Regions from separate parts of the Mus musculus genome. Here region 1 is linked to region 2. The links are chromatin contacts, called in public HiChIP or PLAC-seq maps. All regions are on one chromosome and are shown on one strand. Each heading gives the region's core, a stretch centred on a gene start, on an enhancer-like site or on the middle of the called end of the contact. The rest is flanking DNA. Distances are from core to core; before and after follow the strand shown.

Region 1 (6,445 bases), core at 2,916-5,415, 220 kb after region 2:
CTTCAAAATCTCATAGTGCGTTAGCTAATTTTAGGATGTTGTGTTGGGTCAGTCAAGGTTCCAGAGCCCCTTGAATGTGCTCCTGGTTGAACTTCTTTCTCTTCCCTTGTTGCTGAGCTTGGGACAGGGCCTGCAACTGCATCGTTTTCTGAGATAATGTAATCTCTTTGAACCTATTGTCTATTGCTGGTTAATGAGAGTCGTGGGATTGGATGGAATGCCTTTCATAGGCTCATGTGTTTGAATACTTGGTCCCCAGCTGGGGATGAGAGTTGAGGTAAGGCTTAACTAGAGGAAGTATGTCACTGGACATAGGATTTGAGGTTCTTCTCCAGCTCCACTTCCTGTTTGTTTTAGGCAAATTTTGGTCAGGCTGAATTTTACCTCCATGAATTTTAAGACCAAAGTATATCCTTCCTCCTTTAAGTTGCTTCTTTCCAGGTTATTTTTTTATTATAGCATAGAGAAAAATGAATGCTGTGGTTATTGTTGCTAGGCTTACTGTGCTATGCTGCCCCTTACCAGGTGTGTCAAAGGGAACTAGCACCTTCCTGCAGCACAGAGATCCACTTGCTTCTATTGAATTTGAGTAGGACATGTAATTGAATTTTAGATACAAGAGGAATTGAAACTGAACATTCTGTGCCTACATTTATACCATAGAGCGTGTATGGAAGATAGCACTAATTATTCATATCTTAAAGATGAAGGCACAATGGCTGAGACAGGTCAGCAAGTTGCCAAGAGCTGTCCAGCAGGTTTGTGGAAATGCCTTTCTGTTCATAACCCATACTGTAATCCGCATTGTAGAGAAAGTAGACTCATAGGTATAATAATATAGCTAAAACTTTTATCTCTCTTGTAAACTTAAAAAGTTCGTGTAAGCTTCAGGGAGTTTTCTTGGATCTACCTCTCACAGGTCAGATGGACTCCAGAAAATTATTCCTCTCAGTCAACAACTTAAGTTTTTCCACCTGCCTATTCCTAAAGGCAGAATCTTTCTGTTCCCCTGATCTTGAGACTCCTCCCCTCTCCCAACTACCAGGATGATAGGCCCATAAGTTTCAAGTGTACACCCAAGATAAAGATTTTCCCTAACTCCTTAACTTTATTTTCTGTTCCTGGTCTATACCTGTCCAAACAGATTTCCAATCAACTGAAGACTGCAAACTACTCCAAATGTTCAAGCTCTAGGTGCTTCTGACAGAATTCCCAACCAACTTGAGCCCCTACATCCAAAATGGTTCCAAGGTAGTTAGCTGTAGGTGGTCCAACATCACAGACTGCTCCAAAGTGGTCTGCACTTCCCTAGCCCCAGGTGGTCCCATAGAACCTGGACAGTGATTAAACAGTTGTCCCCCAGCCTGCACTTTTTTCTCTCTTGGCTTTGGCCATCATTCCAGCCATCCTGGGACCCAACAATGGATTCCCAATTTCAGCAGGAGGTAGTTATAGAAGAGATTATGTTGTCAACAACAAAAAGGCTGGAATGTCAGATCTCAAAGAAACCCAGGACAAATGGCCTATTTAACATATCAGAGAGGACAGTGAGTACCAGGTTCTCCCAGGATCTCTCAGCATCTTAAGTACCTGTTACAGAGTTATCCTAGCTGGTGTACCAGCATCTTACCCTAAACTTAAACAGTGTATGTGCTTCCCTTTCCTTCCCCAAGCCTCTCTTTCCTTTATAACCCAGCAATTTTGTCTGTGTGGCTTTTGTTCTCTTGGCTTCTCTTTTGCCCCTCTCTTTCTTTCTCAAACCCTTGCCACTCTATAACCTAGCTCAATGTGATGGACCAGTTCCGTTTGGACTCTTCTAAATGCCCCTGGTAGTATTTTGGCTCAGACCTACAATAAAGACCCTCTCTCTCCCCCACCATACCTAGGTATAATAATTTCCTTGTTTTTCCATTCAGAGACAAATTCTCAACTCTGCTAACCCTTTCTAATATTTTTAAAAATAACTTTCATTTATTAGGGTAAAAAGAATTCCATAAAACCTTGCTTCTGTCGCCTGTCAATGACAGTGGGTTTGGAGTGGTTTGGTTAATCCATCTCTTGTGAAAACCCAATTGAACTGGCCATAATTGACAAACCTGAATGCTCCGGTGAAGGTCGAGGAGCCAAGCGTGAAAACCTGTGCTATTAGAACTGACACCAGAATTGTGATTAAAAGAGGGTCTAACTCGTATGCCCTGTGTGGCGTCAGGCCTCTTTCTCAAATGAATAATTACACTCTGCCTGGGAAACGTGCGCTTCACTTTTTGAGTGCGTTCAGATCTGTGATGGCTTACATATGCTCCTCTCAGTAAAGCAGTCACAAGCAATGTTACTGCCCCATCCTCACCTAAGAAAATGAAGACCCCAGAAGATGACAGGATTCCCACATTCCCCCAGCAGGTGAGAGGCTGAGGAAGGAGGGGAAAAGCCATCATTTCCCTTCAGAGTCTTTGGCTTGAGAGAGACTCTTCAGACAGTGTATTCAAAGGGACATTGTATTCAAAGGGACATTCCTGGATGACTATGGAGCTGGAGGAGTTCCTACTGAGCTGCCTCTATAAGGCCTAGGGGAGATCTTGTCAACTGTCCCAGCTCAGCTTTTATTGAGTAATTCTGATTGTACTCTCTGGTGCATGAATTAACTTTTTTTTTTTTTTTTTTTTTTTGAGAAAGTGGAAGATAAGTGAAGAGGTAGAAAATTGCTAAGGACACCCTTGATCCTTTCTTACCTCTGGGGGATCCTAAAGGCACCCTCTCCCATGTTCTCTTTCCTCTACCTGTGAGAAATAATATCTCTTTGGGGTTCATTGGTAACTATTTATTGAGCACTTAGTATGTGCTCATTGCTTTGCTTATATGTTTGTTGTTGTTGTTGTTTACACTTCAGCACCAGAGAAAGGGTTACTTCGTATCCAATTTCTTCTCCAATACCAACAAGGTTAGATCTGTTTCTGAACTGTTTGTTTCTAGTTTTCAAAAAGGTCATATGTATAAGTATGTATGTATATACAAATATCATATACTTATATACATATGTGTATATTATAGATATAAGTATCATACATCACCTAATATCTTCAACTTTGTCTAAAGTGGCTTCTTGCTAGCAAATACACTCATATTTCTGTGATGGGACATGACAATAGAGAAGACGATAAGAAGGTGGTATAAATGGGCCAGGTCAACTTTCCCACCCAGGCCAATGCATAACAACCTTAACAAAAACCTTGTGTTTCCCTGGAGATCTTTAATCTAGGGAGTTACAACAGGTGGGTCTGTGTTATTTGTTCACAGATGTCCACACAGAAGGGAAAGGAAATTCTTATTTTGGTTATATGGCTTACATGTGACATTGCTCTGTTAGAAACTGGGTCTTTTGACTTTAGCACCTATGCTGTTAACCAAGAAGACCTCATGAAGCATTTCTCTCTGGAAGCATATGATGTGGATATTTGCACCAAGAGGCAGTTGTAACTTCTATTCTTGACATAGGGGACAAGAACTATTGGAGTCTCTTGAATAGATTTAAGGACACATTTTTTATCAACTATGCTTAGTACTCTCTGCTCTAATGTAAAGTCCGTGGCCCAGTCACCTTGGCACCAGCTTATTAGAAACATGAACTCAGGCCCCATCTAGGACCAATTGAGTCAGAAATAGGGGTTAGCAGTCTCTTGAAAGCTTACGGGCAAAGGCCAGTTTGAGCAGCTGTGATCTGAAGCATTTCACTTGTATGATTCATTCTCACAACTACCAGGTGAAATAGGTGTTGTTGGCATCCACCTAACACAGCTCAGGTGAGGTCCAGAGAGATTAAATAACTTGCATCAGGCAAGGTCACACAACTGGTGTGTCCCTGACATGACCAAATGACAGCTTGACTCAATGATCCTGGCTCTTTACCCTGAGATATCCTTGCAGGAAGTAAAGTCATAGCTATGCCAGGGGGACAGGGTTGAGGGGCTGCTGTTCTTGCCTGTTTGGGTGAGAGCTAGGAAACCAACTTGCTGTTCGGCTCTCTTCTCTCTACCTGATTTTCCCTAGGCTCCTTATCCTAGACCACAGCAGAGCTGTTTACTTCAGTTAACATTTCCCCCCTCTTCGGGCACATGGTACGATTTGCTCTCATGCTACTTTGAGATCCCTGGTCATGTGGTTGCATCAACCAATGAAATGAAAGGGGAAACGATGTGCCATACTTCCGGGGAGCTGCAAAACAGTACATCCATCACCTTTGTCCTCTGTTTAAAAGGAAGTGAAACCCCCATCACCTGGGTGTCTTGAGTCCACGCTGGGCACGCATTGCGAGGGAGAAAGAAAAAATCTTTGAGCTTGTAAACTGTGGAGATCTGGGGAGTTGTTTGGTGCCCTGGCACAACGTAATCCGACCTGGCTGACTCTGACTCATCTTCCTTTTCTCCAGAGGCTGATTTACACGGCAGGAATGCCAGCCAGCAGCTCCGTGGGTGGGAAAAATGTACCTGCTTTTATGTGTTCAAGCTAATAGCCTCTTTTTCCTACTGCCTGTGAGGGTTTGTCTTCTTTCTCAGTGCCAACTTTATTTCTGATTTGTTTTCCTTGTTGGACCTCTACAACTTTTTATTTTCCAAGGCTATTTTTAGTGCCTCTATTCTACCCTGAAGGAAATAGTTCACATCTTGGTGCCCAGGGCTTTTTTAGCTCCTTTTAATGGGGAAGGACAACACATATCAACAATTCTTTTAGTCACCATGTCATTTCCCCAAGAGGCTCAGAGAAGAACAAAATGTCTCCTTAAAATGACTTTGGGATGTTAGCCTGCATCCTCCTTCCCACAAGGAGATATTCAATCTTCCTTCCTTCCTTCCTTCCTTCCTTCCTTCCTTCCTTCCTTCCTTCCTCCCTCCCTCCCTCCCTCCCTCCCTCCCTCCATCCCCCCTTCTCTCCCGCCTTCCCTTCCTTTATTCCTTCCTTCCATTTGTTGGCTATCCTTTGAACCCGGTGACTGCCTAGCTTACTGAGTCAGTCTTTGGGGAATAGAGCTCAAAAAGAGGTACCAATTCCAAGTTCCCTGTAATTTATCTACAGGTTCACGTGTTTGGTTAGTCTTGGGTTGGTTATGTATCTGACACTCTGAGCTATATATGATTTTACTATAGCTTACTCCCATTCATCAAAAAGTTACAATGGATGAAAATAACTAAAACTAAAACAGAAACCAGCAGCAAAACCTTTGCGCTTTTAAATTGTGGAGATCTGGGGAGTTGTTACCCTGGCAACAACAGAGTCTGTCCTGGCTGATGTCATTCTTAAGATATTGGTAATGACTATCTGTAATTATCCCAACTTGGAAATAAACAGAATACCCTTCCTTATGTGACTGGATAAGCAGCTGTCATGTATCTAGATTATGACAAAGCACTTAGTGATGAAAAGAAATAAACTTTGAAGTCATAAGAAGGTATGGATAAGCTTAAATCCATATTACTGAATGCAAAATCTAAGTGGGAATGGATGCAGACTGTAAGATCGATTCTTACTCTAAGACACTCAGAAAAAGGCAAAATTATGAAAGTACTAAATGATTAGTGGTTTTCAGGGGTTTCCATGTGAAAAGAGATGAATGGATATATGGAGTTTAGGAAACTTTTAGGGTAATGAAACTATTAGGTGAGGTACCATAATGGTAGGAAAATGTCATTATGTATTTATCAACACTCACAGAATGTGCAACACAATAATGAACCTTAGTGTAAAGCATGAACCATGGGTGATTATGATATGTCAATGCAGACTCATTGCTCATAAAACCTGGACCATGCCGGAGGGGAACGAGGGCAGCAGGAGACCATGTGAGTATGGGCAGGAGTTAGAAGAAAATATTCCATTCTTTCTACTCGATTTCGCTTCTAACATAATTTATATTAATTTGGGGACTAAAAAAAAGCCCCTCTACATTCTCCTCTATGTTTTCAGAAGAAATCACGCCGTCTCCTTACAAGTGAGGGTAAGAGGAGAAAATGAACACTTCAGTTCTCTATGTCCCAGCCATTTCCCATTCAATGTCTCCCATCTAACAAGGAGGGCTAATCAGGAGAAAAGTAGGGTGTGTGTAGCTACAGTTGTGTGGGAAAGTGCTGAAGCCATGGACCGGAATAATCAGGACAATCAGGGTCCTATTTACAGCAAGTTGTGACCTATTTCTTAACCAGCAATTTGTAGCCAGACTTCTCCAATCCGCCTTCATGAGAGATGCCTGGGAATTTATCATGGCAGAAGGAAGATGTGAGTCTTCCCCAACTCTCTAGGTCAAGTTCTTGGGTTTGAGCACTCACATGCCTCTGGAACACTTAGGCTGTGGGGCAAGACATACCTCAGAAACCTCTAGAGGTGGGAAGTCTGAACAGACTGTAGAGTCAAGGAATACACAGAATTTGAAAGCTAGAGGATCAGGAACCAGGTGGGA
Region 2 (5,585 bases), core at 2,587-5,086:
GGTGTCGCAGCCCCCATTGCTGGCGTCGCCTTCGGTCCCCGGGCTCTCAGGCTCGCCCAGGAGCTTGAAAGTGAAGAGTGGCCCGGAGTCGAGGCGGCCGCGGCGGCCAGGAGGCTCTGGCAGGCTGAGCAGCGCTCCGGGTTTCCACTCGGGGAAGGCGCACAGCTCCACGGGTGGCTGCGTTCCACGACCCAGGTATCCCGGGCTGGGTGACGCCGAGGGCAGGGTCCGCTGGCTGCCGCTCATGCAGCTGCCACTGTCATCCAGAGAGTCCTTCCGCGACTGCGACCTCTCCAGCGAGCCGCCGCGGGTCCACGGCCGGTAGGTGTAAGCGCAGCCTCCTAGACGGCGACGGCGGCGGCGGCGACGGCCACCGCGGCACTGGCACCCCAGGATACGCATGAAGGCGCGTTTGAACTCCTTGCTGGAGCACGGGTAGATGATGGGGTTGAGGCAGCTGTTGAAGTAGCCCAGCCAGAACACTACCTTGAATACGGCGTCCGGGGGCTTTAGGGTGGAGAACAGGGAGCCTGAAGGGGTGCAGACACAAAGACAGACAGCAGTTGGTTAGTACACTCTCTACTCAGTGGCTCTCCTACTCTGTGCTCAATGGTAGCTTTGTCACCCTTGGGCCTTGTCCCATGTGATTTTTTTTTTTTTTTTAAAATCCTGGATGGCTAGCCTTTCTCATTTTGAAATGAACAAATTACTCTAGGGCTGGGACAGATGCTCATTGCTTAAGAGGCCTCGAGGCTTTATCACAAAGACCAGAGTTTGGATCTCAGCACTCCCACATAGAAATTCCTAATTGTCTCAATCTCCTGCTCTAATGGAGCTGACATCCTCTTCTGGCCTCTGTGAACAACAACAACAACAACAACAACAACAACAACAACAACAACACCACCACCACCACCACCACACACACACACACACACACACACACACACACACACACACACACACACGAATCAGGTATGTTCACTTTTGATCCCAGAATTTGGGATACAGAGGTATGTGGGTCTCTGTGAGTTTAAGGCCAGCCTGGTTCCATAGTGAGTTACAGACTTACAAATAAATAAATAAATAAATAAATAAATAAATAAATAAATAACAATAAAGGAAAGGAAAATGAATGAATTCTAACCCTGGTTCCATAGTGAGTTACAGACTTACAAATAAATAAATAAATAAATAAATAAATAAATAACAATAAAGGAAAGGAAAATGAATGAATTCTAACTCAGTAACTTCCCTCTGTTTATGAAATCTTTCCTGATTTAGGTAAATTGCTGCAACAGTCCTGACTGTTAGGTTTCATAGGTCAGTCCTTACCCTGTCAATCCATGAGACAAACAGCTAAAAGGTTATTTAAAATATAAGAAATACTCTAGCAAGAAAAAAGGAGGTGAGTATTTTAGTAGTAGAGTCCTTGTGTGCGAGTGAGGCCTTGGGTTCAAGTCACTAAGCCAAGCAACATGAATTTGGAACCAACATGGAGGAAGGACACAGCAGATCCTAGTTTGTCCTCTGACCTCCATGTCTGCAACACTTCAAATAAATTAAAAAACATTAAGTTAAATTAAAATATCTATATGATGGTTCTTGCCTTTAGTCCTAGTGCTCAGGGGGCTGAGTCAGGAGGATTGCTAAAAATCTGGGTCATCCTGGAATACGTATTTCTAGGCCAGCTTGAGTTTCAGAGTCAGGTACAAAATGAGAGTCTGTCTAAACACAAGCAAAGAAACAACCCTCCCACCCCACCAAAATCAGCAACAAAAATCTCCCAGTCAACCAGGTAACTAGTCAAAGGAGCAAATCTCCCAGTCAACCAGGTAACTAGTCAAAGGAGCAAATCTCCCAGTCAACCAGGTAACTCGTCAAAGAAGCAAATCTCCCAGTCAACCAGGTAACTAGTCAAAGGAGCAAATCTCCCAGTCAACCAGGTAACTAGTCAAAGGAGCAAATCTCCCAGTCGACCAGGTAACTCGTCAAAGGAGCAAATCTCCCAGTCAACCAGGTAACTCGTCAAAGGAGCAAATCTCCCAGTCAACCAGGTAACTAGTCAAAGGAGCAAATCTCCCAGTCGACCAGGTAACTAGTCAAAGGAGCAAATCTCCCAGTCGACCAGGTAACTAGTCAAAGGAGCAAATCTCCCAGTCAACCAGGTAACTAGTCAAAGGAGCAAAGCATCTCCCCATCTCCAAGCTCAGACAAAAATGAGAACCCAAGAAGAACACGGAATTCCCAGGAGCAGGATACGCAGAGAAGAAAAAGTGGATACAAAAAATAGGTAATTCACATGGAGACAAGATGCTCAAAGTATCAGGCAGTCAAGTTACATTGAAGTAGAATCCATAAAGAGACAAACCATGGCCTTTAAGATGATGGAAAACATTAGATGGCTGCTGAATAAGGCTGTGGGGGACACAAGGAGGCCCTGGCTTTGGCTGCTAAGGACACAGGCAGTCTAGACATTTAGGAGGAGACACCGGCACTACTTGGTTCAGCTATGTGTGTGTGCACACAATCAAGCTGGGCTATTCTGTTCCAGGCCAAACCTTACTCAAAGAATTTCACACAGGACCATAAGGTGGCATACAGGAGGATGCTTTTGGTAGTGTTGCTGTGGTCACAGAGAATAGGAGAAAGCCTGGGGAAGAGGAGGGAGGAGGCATATGTAAAACTGGATAATGGGTAGCACTTATGTCCCAGGATAACAAACTTACGGCAGTATGGAAAGAGTCTAGATACACCGTTTCTTCCCCATGGTAAAACATGCAAAACAGAGTGAGATTTATGAATGATTTCATTTAAGTAATTCAACAAACAACCATATGTGTCTTGCAGAAATGCTTTGAAATTAAAAAACACATCACAAAACGATATGAGACACTTAATGTTTGCCTAGGGGTGAAGGCAGATGGACATGGACTAGGAGATGGGACTAGAAGGAAATAAATCAGTAAAATAAGAGAGAGCGTGGCCCGGTGACAATGAGATGCTGTGGTCTGTGCACATGATTAACTTACCCTCTGAATGTGAGACCCTAAATCATTTCACAGCAGAAGCAAATTAAAAACAACTTCTAATTTAAATATAGGCAACCGAGACCTGGATCAGGGAAGTGGATTGTCCTTGGCCATACAGCATGCCTGAAAGTTTGCAGGCATTGAACCTACACTTTATCTAAATACACAGTACATAATGCAGAAAAACCATACTTAAACAAGATTATTTTTGAGACAGGTCTGTATTCAGGCTGGATTCACACATGCAATCCTCCTTGCTATCCATTTTCAGGACTTTCTATCGAATTTATTTATTTACATATTTAAAACAATGTGACTATAGTTTACAGACCGTTTTGTACTTTAAGTGTGTTCTCTAACCCCACTACCCAGCCTGTGACATACGGTCTTTCATGTTCCATGCTGTGCCCCATGACCAACCAACCAATCAACCAACCAAACAAAATGCAGTAAAAACCAAAAACAAAACTTCCAAGCCCCTCCCCAAACCCCATCTTTAAGCTTGGGTTGTGCTCGCATTCCATCTGGGGACACCTCACCTTCTTGGTCAATTGATGTAAAAATAACTCTTATTCTCCTGTAGTAATTGTTCCTTCCAAGGCTTATTGCCTTGGTCTGTTAACTTAGGCCTTGTCCTGGAAACTTCTAGCCTCGATACAATCTTATCTAACCTAGAAGGTTTTCAGCCTCTGAGGTTTGCTGCTGAATAAATTCCCCCCTTCCTTGTTCCTTCTGAATGCAGGCTGGGCTGATTCAGCTCAGCTGTTCCAGCTCCAACTCCTCTCCAAGCTGACTGAGTCAGCCGGACTTCTCTCTCAGCCTCTGACTGAACTGCTGTTTGGTCTCAAGCAAACTCTAGTAATCTGTTCTCATCTGCTGGCTCATCCTGTCTTCACCCGAGTCTAGCCTTTTCACTCTTCATCCTGTCTCTGTAAAACTCTCTCAGGAACAACTGCCTCCCGCCTCTCTCCCTCTGCGCTGCTTCCTCTTACCATTGCCTCCCTTTTCTCTCTCTCTCATGAGAGTTGGGTAGATCCTATTCTGTCAAACCTTTCTCTGACTAGTCACTTCGTCTGTCACTCAGTTAAACATCACCTTCAAACATGGGTGATTCCTTCTACAACTTTGCCTTCATTGTTTAGGATTAAAGGTGTGTGCTAAGGGCAGGGCCACACCACAACTAGAAACAGGTTTTTTTTTTTTTTTTTTTTTTTTTTTTTTTTTTTTTTTTTTAGTAAATAACACAATCTCAGGGTTCAAATATCCTGCAACAATTTGAGGTTCACCCTGTTGTTGTGGGAAGTTGCAATTCTTCTCAGTTTAGCAAATCAGTAGTTCGGGCTGTTATGGCTTAGTCAGGCTCCTGGAGCGGGACTAAGCCATCCAGGAGTTTCTATTTGGAAAGAGTACTATGCATACCCATGTGTCAATGCTGACTGACGTCTTCTTTAAACTCTGGGGAAAAGTGGAAGTGGGCTACATTCTAGCTGTATGTTAAGACCAATAAGGTGCTGCTTTAATTCTGACAAATATTACACCGTCACTTAATCCAAAAATAGGGCTTTGGATTAAGACACTGTGAACATGACAAGACACCTACTGAACTGTAGCAAATGAACGTGAAGCATCCTGGCGGGATGAGATTTATGTCTTTTGGCTATGGGCATCTTTCCAAGACCGAGTCTGAGGGGTCGAGGAAACAGGTCTTGACTAAGTAGGAAAAGGAACAAGAGTGATGGATATTGGAGGCCTATGTACTCCGTTGGGAGGTATGTGCTGATGAGAACAAAGCCAGGCAGCATGTCTTGTTGCATAGGAACCAGTCTGGTAGCTATGGACGCAATGTGACCAAAGAGGGGAAGGATTGAAAGCAACACAGCCTTTTTTCTGAGGATAAACATGAAACCTTGCCTGGTGTCAAGCCTGTTGAAGATGGCAGTGAATTGAGCAACAAATGGATCCTTCCTTTTAAGGACTACACAGAGCACAATACCGCTAATGGCAAGTGTTCTCCTAGGCCATCTTCCACACTGTGAAGATTGTGTTCAAGACCCTGTGCTGAAACTTTGTTAGAAAGCACCCTGTTATGGCCATAGCCTTGTAAAGTTTAAGCAAAGACCTGAGGATAGATTTTCTCATGCAAATCTGGAGTCATGTGCAATTCATTCTTGTGAGTATAAGGCATTCTTTCCTCTCAAGATAATTTGGGCAGTGTGAGAGATGAGTATAAGGCGGAATTCAAATGACCTGGCCTGGTGTCCAGAATTGGCTGTTGGACTTTAGAAGTGTTCATGAAGCCTGCTACTTTCTCATCTATCAAATGCGAACGGTAACTGTTTCATAGAATCTTCTTTTGAGTATGTGAGAGTAATTATGTACATGGGGTAAGGTGTAGTGACACACATTGAAAATCCCAGCTCTCGGGAGGTGGAAGTAGGAGGAGCAGGAGCTCAAGGTCATTGTCAGCTACATATTCAGTTTCAAGGTCAGCCCTGGCCACAGGAAGCCCTGTTTCAAAACACCACCACCACCACCACCACCACCACCACAACC

The links. HiChIP or PLAC-seq counts read pairs in DNA pulled down with a chosen protein or histone mark.
Region 1: a GR HiChIP or PLAC-seq map of the 3134 cell line shows a contact between it and region 2, with 5 times the contacts expected there. The contact joins two enhancer-like sites. A contact is called at or near these places in 1 of 15 datasets of contacts at CTCF or cohesin (the NIH/3T3 cell line), 8 of 484 Hi-C or Micro-C datasets (the 3T3-L1 cell line, embryonic fibroblasts, liver and 1 more) and 1 of 115 datasets of contacts at active chromatin or transcription factors (the 3134 cell line).

The regions. Positions count from the first base shown.
Region 1 is chr11:43,994,101-44,000,545 of GRCm38.p6, forward strand. All of the region lies in intron 1 of Gm12153 (a long non-coding RNA gene), which reads left to right. Among named protein-coding and RNA genes, the nearest start is that of Gm12153, 38 kb to the left of the region's middle. Within about 2 kb of position 4,166, at least 20 of the 459 cell types and tissues checked have an H3K27ac peak or open chromatin away from gene starts, as enhancers often do.
Region 2 is chr11:43,775,930-43,781,514 of GRCm38.p6, forward strand. It overlaps Adra1b (adrenergic receptor, alpha 1b), which reads right to left. Exons shown (of 2, transcript NM_007416.4): 2 at 1-530. Among named protein-coding and RNA genes, the nearest start is that of Ttc1, 31 kb to the left of the region's middle. Within about 2 kb of position 3,837, at least 10 of the 459 cell types and tissues checked have an H3K27ac peak or open chromatin away from gene starts, as enhancers often do.